3 separate regions of the Mus musculus genome follow, and all the other regions are linked to region 2. Evidence: chromatin contacts called from public Hi-C and Micro-C data. All regions are on one chromosome and are shown on one strand. Each heading gives the region's core, a stretch centred on a gene start, on an enhancer-like site or on the middle of the called end of the contact. The rest is flanking DNA. Distances are from core to core; before and after follow the strand shown. Region 1 holds the start of Slc17a5 (solute carrier family 17 (anion/sugar transporter), member 5). Region 2 holds the start of Elovl5 (ELOVL family member 5, elongation of long chain fatty acids (yeast)). Region 3 holds the start of Cgas (cyclic GMP-AMP synthase).

Region 1 (2,752 bases), core at 100-2,599, 670 kb after region 2:
AAAAAATCTGTTCTATGTACGAATGTTTGCCTGTATGTATGTCTGTGTACCACAGGTGTGTCTGAGTAGGGAGGGTGTTGGCTCTCTTGAGCTGGAGTTATGGATGGTTGTAAGCTTCCATGTGGGTGCTGGGAACTGAACCCTCGTCCCCTGGAAGAGCAACCAGTGCTCTAACTGCTGAGCCATCTTTCCAGTTCCCTAACAAACTATTCTAAAAATAAAAACAAAACCAAAACAGATCACCCAAAAGCCAACAGAAGTAGTCTGAATAAAGTCAGAAAGTAGGGTAGTTACCCACACAAGTGGGAAGGATGGTTAAAACAGTTACGAAAGAATTCTTTGGTAATGTCAACAAAAGACATACCGACAGAAGACTGTTCCGGGCCAACAAAGGCAAATTTCCAGTTCAATTCTTTCTCACACCTATATCCTTGAATGTGTCCAAGCCGATTTGTCCTTTAGTTTTCTGTAGCTTCAGGAAGCTACATTACAAAAGTGTAGCGAAATCCAGTGAAGACACATACTTGTGTTTTGGGGGATGGTGGGTATGGAGACTAGAACCTTGTCAGGCAAGGACTATACCTCTGTGCAACATGCGCCCCCCCCCCCCCCCCCCGCAATGAAGATGCTTTTTGAAGTAGCACCTGCAAGACCTCTAGTACGGCATATTGTCTTAGAGTGCTAAAGATATCTTATCTTGAGAATAACCTGTTTCCTAACTTAAATTGCAGTCTGATAGACAAGGAAAAAATAGAAATGTCTGCAATATTTTGGTGTCTTACAGCACAAGATATTCGCGGGATTATGCAACTGTCCCCCGCACACTCAACAGCTGTTAACTCTTCTTTGTTGTTGTTTTGTTTTTGTCTCTCCTCCCCAACAAGGCGCTACCAGATCACATGTTTACAGGCCGGCATAAGCGGAAACCTGGCGGCCGCTGGAGGGGAGCAAGAAGCACTTTGGCCCCTTTGCTTATTGACTCGGATCGGGTACCCCTCCGACCCTGAATTGCTTCAGTCCCGCCAGCGCCACAGGCACCTCCGTCCCGACCCACAGCACTACAGCGGCTACCTGTCCCCCCGACCCCGCAGCCACTCCTTCAAGGCGCCCACGGCCGGGAACCACCCGCCCGCCAGGAACGCTGCCACTAGCAATCACTCGGTGGTCCCGCAGCTCACCCGCTTCGGTCTGCCGGGCGCCCGGCAGGAGCGGGGTGCTGTCCGAGCTCTCCTCATCGTCGTTTCCCGCCGGACCCCGAAGCAGGGGCCTCATAACGCCTGGAGAGCAGATGTGCCGGCGTCGTTGCTTGGCCAACCTAGCTCTCGGCAGGACAGCCCTTCGCCGTGCTGGCTGGGCGGGGCAGGATATTGCCCCGCCCCAGGACACGCCCATATCTGGTTGCCTGTTCCTAAGGCGCCATTTTAGTTTCGGGCAATTTCCCGCTGTGGGCAGGGTTGGGTTGGGCGTGGCGTTTGCGCTGTGCAAGATGTGTGTCACCAGCGGTAGGGAGCCCAGGACTCTGTTACACTAGTAAAAGCCCGGGCATTGGACAGCCTGAAGGCGGCGATGGGGTTTGCATCTCGCAGTGATAGGGAGCTAGGGAAATGGGCAGGGACTATTTGCCTTCTAAATGTCTATAATAGTTTTCAGTCTTTGTCCGTTTTGTGACAGCATATGGCTTTTGAAAAGTAGCAAAGGAAATCATGTTTTGTCCGACGAAATTGACTGTTTCAGAGGTGAACCCCAATGTAGGCAGCTGCCTTTTCTCTTTAGGAAGATACTGTTGATTGTACCCAGGGCCTCACACATATTAGACTAACGCTGATACATACCATTGACCTACATCCCCAGCGGGCAGGCCACGTGATGTATGAGCGTGGGGGAGTTTTCTCTGTAAATCTAATTTGGACAGATTTTCCCTACTGCTGACTCTAAGAAAGAGGAACTAGGAAAATGCTTCAGTCAGCCTTGGTGGGGCCATCGGGCCTCTGAGTAATAAAAGCCATATCTGCAGACCGATGGAAAAGACAGATGTGGTAGACGCCCTTAGAGATTTCCACGCAGACCAAGGAAGAGCAGAGGCTCAGAAAGTCAGGTGAGGCCCCTGTCTAGAAGAAGGGCTGACTGAGATTTACTAAAGATATCCCTAACTCTTGGGCCAGTAAATGCTGATGGGCAAGTTTTCAAAAAGACAGCTGTAGAGATAAAGCCCTTGAGTTTGTGCATACCCGCCTGGCAAATTCTTATAAAATGTATGTACAAACAGCACTTCTGGTGTGGTTAATTTGATGTGTCAGTTTGCTTGTCCTCCATGTGAGTGGATTTCAATTTGTTTGAAGGTTTGATTAGAACAAAAAGATCAGCTTCAAGCCGGGCGTGGTGGCGACACCTTTAATCCCAGCACTCGGGAGGCAGAGGCAGGCAGATTTCTGAGTTCGAGGCCAGCCTGGTCTACAGAGTGAGTTCTAGGACAGCCAGGGCTACACAGAGAAACCCTGTCTCAAAAAAACAAAAACAAACAAACAAACAAACCCAGCTTCCCTAACTCATCCCCTTGTACCCACCCCCCCACCCCTGAACTCCTCCAACAGACGGCTTCAGATTTCATTAGCCTCGGGGTTCTCATCTTTCTGCACCTCTGCTATCCTGTGTGAGCCAATAGGTTTGTTCAACACTGTATCTCCTCTCCTTTATTGCTAAGATCATCCTTTTTGGCAGGGACAGCCAAGGGAATCTTCCAACATAGGGAATC
Region 2 (3,004 bases), core at 68-2,567:
TCCTGAACAGGAGGAACACGGATGGCAAGTGGAGCTGAAACAGGGATCAAACATGGCACCGCTGAGTTCATGCTTCACCCATTCAAAAAAAAAAAAAAAATGGTTAGGACTTCTTGTCATACTCCAGATTACAAAGAACTGTCGCAGATGATGCCTCGAGCCTTGTAAATGCCATTGAGGGGAGAAACAAGCTAGATTTAGTGCATTACTTGCCTACAGATCTTAGCGGTCCCTGGTATGTGAAAGCTACGAGACAATTACAATGAACACGGTGAATGCTAGGAGGCCAGGTTGCACAGATGACCACTCACATGCCACTTGAACGACACTTCCTGTATAGACAGACAGACATGCACTTATGGTTAGCACTCAGCACTGTTGCGGGGAAGGCGGTCCTTACTCAGTGTTTATAGAAATGAATGGCAACTAATTGTTATTGCTACAGCAATTTGTGAATGTTTAAATTATCTAATGTTTATAGTTTGTATATTCGTATTCCTATGACAGTGGTCTGGGTCCTGGAACATTGCTGAATATACAATAAACATTTTACTATAATTTAAAAAAAATGTTTCTACACTGAATGACTGCTTGGCTGTGTTGTGTCAGTGGGTGTAAAGCAAAGGGGGCACAACAAAAGGTTACATTTCTAACGTTTGAAGTAAGAGTTGTAGGCCTTGATTTATCAAACAGCAGCGAAAACTAGAAAGGCTCTTATGTTTGTACCTGCGTCCCTTTTAAGTCTTTGAATTTGCCCAGCTGAAAGACATTACAGTATTTCATTACAAGACTGATAATTTCGTAGAGTAGAAATATCAAAACTCCCAATAGTGTGTGATCAACCTATCCTAGAATTACGGTTGCAAAGTTCTGAGTGATTTCTGTTGCTTCAATTTGCGCAACAGCAGCTCCACCTAGGTTTTAGAACCCTTGCTAAAACCATGAAAAGGGTCCCCTTCACAATGGTGGCGAAACCCGTTAGGTGGGTGGGCACCTGCCAAAACAAAAACAAAAACAAAAAAACCACCGCCAAGCCTGCCCCTGCCCCCCGGCTGTTGGAAAGAGTTCAGGGCATCCAGAACTTCACTGTGGCTATTGCGCAGACTCTGCGTCCCACGCAGGCTTATTAGGAAGAAGCAAGAAAACTGCCCCGAGACACGTGAACCACAGGAGACCAACCCTGGCTTCCTCTGCTCACCGCATCTGATTCTGGAATTTACAATCACGAAAGTTCTATCGCCCCAGGATTGGTTCCAAGGCCGCATGACATCATAGCGCTTGATCCTGCCTCCGGGCTCGGATTGGCTGGCCGCGCCATTGTGACGTCACGGTCAGCCCACGCCGGGGTTGAAGCTGCCGGGCGCCTTCCTCTTGCATCGCGGCTGCAGCTTGCTTCTGTTCCCGCGCCCGCTTGCACATCCTCCTGCTCGCGCGGTCCTGCTGCCGTCCGGTGCTCCCCGTAGCCGCTCAGGCAGAGAGGTGAGCCGCCTGCTTCAGGAACTTGGCGGGTGCCAAGGCACTGGGGTGCGGCCAGGCTGCTGGCGCCGTGAGGTCCGGGTTGGGCGGGGGGCGGCAGGCACCGTGGCCCGGCGAGCGCGGGGCGCGGGCCGAGCGGAGCTCCGCCGGGATGGATGCTTTCGCACCTGTTCGTGGGTGGCAGCCACTTTGGCGCACTGACAGGCGCGGAGATCGCAGGGAAGGATGGCGGCGCGCTTGGATCTTCCTCCGAGCTTTCTCTGAGCGACCGTAAGGGCTGCCGAGGAGGAGTCCGCGTGGGTCCGTGCAGTACCGGGCTTTGGGGCCGCGCGCTGGCCTTTCCCTGCTTTCCTCTCCTTTGCTGCTGCCAGGGACGCCCGCTTTCCCGCGACCACTCCAGCGGGTATCTGCAGCCCAGCCTGCCCCGGGAGGGTGGAGACGCGGACGCATAGCTGCGGGTAACGGCCTGGAGTCTGCGAATCCATAAAGTGCGCTGCTCAGAGTTTTAGGGAAAGTGTCCTTTATTGTTTGCTTGCCAGCAAGCCTTCCCCTTCCCCTATCCTTGAGGTGGAGATAGTAAGGTCCAGAGAGAGTTCTTTTTAGACGATCTTGAAGCCTTCGGCACCTTTGAACTTGGCGTCCCTGCTCTAGATTACATTATGCTTATCTCCAGGCGCCTTGATTGCAAATTTGAAGGATGCATTGGATGAATTTTCGTAAGGGGAGGGGGCGATTGAAAGAATGCAACGCATGACTCCCTAGCTGGAGGATACCCGGGGAGAAGTCTGATAAGAAATTGTGGGGGAGCGAGCAGCCCTCCTCCCAAGCCTCGACTGTCTTTCTGTTTTTTTAATGTCAGGGCTGGTGGCAGGAAGTGTTTTGTACAGTTGTACAGGAGGGCCAGTGTTGTCTGTTGGTTTTGTAATTCGTTCCTCTAACCGCTTGGCAGTTATAACCTGTTGGTTTGTACTTGCAAGTCTTTGTGCTTTTGCAAAGTCTCAGGCCACAGCATTTGGGTCAAAAATCTACAGATACAGTCAGCTTTGCATTAGATGAATGCGAATGCACACCGTAGATTTTATCTATGGCTGGGCACAGGTGCATCGTTTATCTAGTCAGTCCCAGTACTGCCGGGTTTCTCTGCGAAAGCTCTGACCTTGAAAAAAAAAAAGGGGGGGGGGCTACTTTCCTTTGAGATTTTTCTCCTGATAACGTCAGTGCCAGGAACATCCACCATAGGCCATCTCCTTTTCTATTCTCTTTTTGTCTTTCAGTTTGGAACTGAAGACAGAAAGGAGGAATGTTATATACTTTCACAGAATGGAGGGTAAACTTAACCATGAATAGGAAACATGGGTGTTGGGTTTTTCAAAATAGGTAACTAGTAAGTAGTTCTTACTTGACTCGGTTTCCTTGTCAGCCAGCCGGGTCCCATGTAACTGATTTATTTATTAGGTGGTTTCAAGAGACTGTAAATGGAAGAACCCAACAGGGGGTCTGCTAAATAGTGGTTTGATAAATGTTTCCT
Region 3 (2,934 bases), core at 149-2,648, 530 kb after region 2:
CTCTCTCTCTCTTCCCTCTTCCCTCTGTCTCCCTCCCCACAGTGACTACCCTGGCCTTTTTCTTAGGACCAGTGAACCTGCCCAAGAGCAGCTTTCTAATAAACCTGCCTTAATATATTTTAATTTGGCTTGAATTGGCTCATTTCACTAGCAGAGAATAGCTATCACCATCATCTTCAGGAACTCAGCCGGGCCTACTCTCCGAAGAGCATTAGAGGTAGGCTTGTAGATGACGTTCGCTCATAGGGGGTGCGACAATGTCAACGGACCCTCACTTGAGTACCCAGCCACCTCTCCCAATTAGTTGTATACAATTCTGCCCTAATTGCAGGCGGTCCCAAAGTCTCAGGGATGGACTAGATTCAATCTAGAGGCTATAGTTGGGGAAGGATTAATAAAGATGACTCCCCTGCGACTACTTTAAGGTCACCTGTCCCATCCCTCCAAAGCAAACTAACTAGCTATCAATATTGCTTGCTGTGAGCTAACTGGATGAATTAAAAAAAAAAAAAAAAGACTGGGGTGTTCCAAGGGAGGGGGGCCCTAAGAGTGTGGGACCCCCAAACAGCTGAGGAGGCAAGTGAGGAGTGGGGCCGGAGCCCCTCCAGCAGGTCTTGACGCTCACCTTCACATGTTCATAGTAGCTGCCAGTGTTCAGCTGCTCCACACCTTTGAACTCCGACTCCCGTTTCTGCATTCTGCGCAGCAGGCGTTCCACAACTTTATTCACCGTCTCGGCCGCCTCCGAGATATCTTTGCGTTTCAATCTCAATTTGTCCAGCACCTTCTTTAGCTTGTCCGGTTCCTTCCTGGACCCTCGCGGCGCTCTGGGCTGCCCGGTGGAGCGCGCGCCCCTTCTGTGGCTAGGTCCCCTTACGACTTTCCGCGCCTCGGGATCCGCGGGCGGCTGGGGCTCCCGTACGGCGGGCAGCTCCGGATCCAGGATGGCCTGCTGCTGGGGCACCCGGACGGCAGGCCGCGCGGTGGCTCCTGCCGCGTCCATGGCCGAGGGCTGTGCATCTTTGGTGAGCTCAGTGGCCCTTGCTGGATGCACTCGGGGCCCTGGGGCACGTGGCTTCTCCGTGGTGTCCCCGTCACGCTCCGCCCGCCGCGATCGAGCCCCCCTTTGCGGGCCGCAGCTTTCCGCGTGGGCCCTGGTCCTGCTGGGCTGCGTCGGGGCGCGCTTCGCGGACGGCTTCTTAGCGCGTGGCGCCGTCGTCCTTCTACGCGGATCTTCCATATCTGCCGCTCTTCGGTCCGGGAAAGAATAAATCGACTTCGAAGAAAGGCCGCGAAAAGGGGAACTCTCAGTGGCCGCTGGAAATGAAACTTAAATATATGGCGGGAACGTAGCCGGTCAGTATCCGCCGCGAGCAGGCGCAGGAGCACGCGTGAAGTCAGCGCCAGGAAGAGGCGGTCCAAGAGATGCGAACTTTTTCACCAGTGGGGACCAGCAGAGCCACTAGCTGGGGAACCACCCACTGAGCCACTGGCCGGGAAACCTCTCCTTTACCGCACAGACGCGGAAACCACTGACAGCTCAGATGGCTAGATTTGCCGCCTACCACCAAGATGTGTTTCAGGACACTACTGTCTCTCGTACATTTGTAGTTGATAAACAACTTTTTTATGTAAACTTTTTTGTTGTTTTTTGTTTTTTTTGTTTTTCGAGACAGGGTTTCTCTGTGTAGCCCTGGCTGTCCTGGGACTCACTGTAAACCAGGCTGGCGTCGAACTCAGAAATCCGCCTGCCTCTGCCTCCCAAGTGCTGGGATTAAAGGCGTGCGTCACCTCGCCCGGTTTATGTAAACTTTAAATCAAAATTTACTGTTCTTGTTAATGAGAAATAGAAACTCACTGAACCTTTTCAAGTTAGATTTAACTGCTTGGAATTAGTATTTCAACTTATCTTTCTAAAAAGCACACCGACTCTTAAAGAACATATTCAAAGTGCCTGTGTGAGTTTCATGAGCAGCACGGTGTAAGCCATCCTGATTTGGCTGCTGAGATTCCGTAGTCCTTTAATGCAGACTTTCAGAAAGCGATTTCTAAAGTCGGTCTCGTCAACAGTGGCTGCTTCTTTTAAAGTTGTTCTTGGCGGAACTCATTTTGCCTTCCACTGTGCTAACAAAAACAAAAACCTGTCTTCTGAAGATTTACATGGCTCAGAACAACACTTAGTTTTCAACTAACATCAGAATGTTATAATAATAACATTACTATATTCCACACCTTATTATGCAATCCTGTGTGTCCCTTAAAATAAAGCTCAAAAATTGCTGCTCTGTGTAACTTTTTGTAAAGTGTGTGTGTGTGTGTGTGAGTGTGTGTGTGTGTGTGTGTGTGTGTGTGTGTGCGCGCGCGCACGCGCGCGCGTGTGTATGTACCATATATTATGAGATACATGTAGCCTGAATAAAAAGACACCGATCAGTGTGCTGCCATCCTATTGACCCTGCAACTCTCTTCCCTCCTTCCTGTCAATGCCTGTACATGAGTTTTCAAAATGGGAACTTGTCTAACAAGCATTCGCTTTTGAATGGCAAGTAGACACACCTGGGAATGGAAACGCTGCCTACTTTGCAGAAATACACTTGAGCAGGAGACCTCTCTGTGAGGTCTTGCCAGTAGAGTGGCATTCTCCATTATTAGTCTCAGCACTAGGGAAGCAGAGGCAGTAAGCTGGAGATCTACAGAGCTAGTTCTAAAACAGTCAGGGCTATACATCGAAACCCTATCTGGAGGAAAAGAAGAAGAGAAGGGAGGGAGAGGAGGAGGAGGAGGAGGGTGAGGAGGAGGAGGAATTAAAAAGAAGAAAACAGTGCAATAGAGTATGGAATAGGCATGAGCATCGGAGAGAATGAAGTTTGAACAATGATTTTTGAAAGGAGCAAAATTCACTGCGACAACCATACTGTAATTGTAATTCTTTTA

Evidence for each region. A called contact is a pair of places that touch in the nucleus more often than the background predicts.
Region 1: a contact with region 2 is called in a Hi-C map of CD8 T cells, with 3 times the contacts expected there. The contact joins the promoter of Slc17a5 here to the promoter of Elovl5 in region 2. A contact is called at or near these places in 2 of 39 promoter capture datasets (neutrophils and pre-B cells) and 1 of 484 Hi-C or Micro-C datasets (CD8 T cells).
Region 3: a Micro-C map of embryonic stem cells shows a contact between it and region 2, with 2.7 times the contacts expected there. The contact joins the promoter of Cgas here to the promoter of Elovl5 in region 2. A contact is called at or near these places in 1 of 39 promoter capture datasets (pre-B cells), 1 of 484 Hi-C or Micro-C datasets (embryonic stem cells), 2 of 115 datasets of contacts at active chromatin or transcription factors (astrocytes and effector CD8 T cells) and 1 of 9 other capture datasets (adipose tissue).

What each region holds. Positions count from the first base shown.
Region 1 is chr9:78,586,696-78,589,447 of GRCm38.p6, forward strand. It overlaps Slc17a5 (solute carrier family 17 (anion/sugar transporter), member 5), which reads right to left and starts at 1,350. Exons shown (of 11, transcript NM_172773.3): 1 at 1,179-1,350. The coding sequence starts at 1,272.
Region 2 is chr9:77,916,048-77,919,051 of GRCm38.p6, forward strand. Elovl5 (ELOVL family member 5, elongation of long chain fatty acids (yeast)) reads left to right here and starts at 1,318. Exons shown (of 8, transcript NM_134255.3): 1 at 1,318-1,479.
Region 3 is chr9:78,441,839-78,444,772 of GRCm38.p6, forward strand. It overlaps Cgas (cyclic GMP-AMP synthase), which reads right to left and starts at 1,399. Exons shown (of 5, transcript NM_173386.5): 1 at 626-1,399. The coding sequence starts at 1,240. It also overlaps a transcript of Mto1 not described here.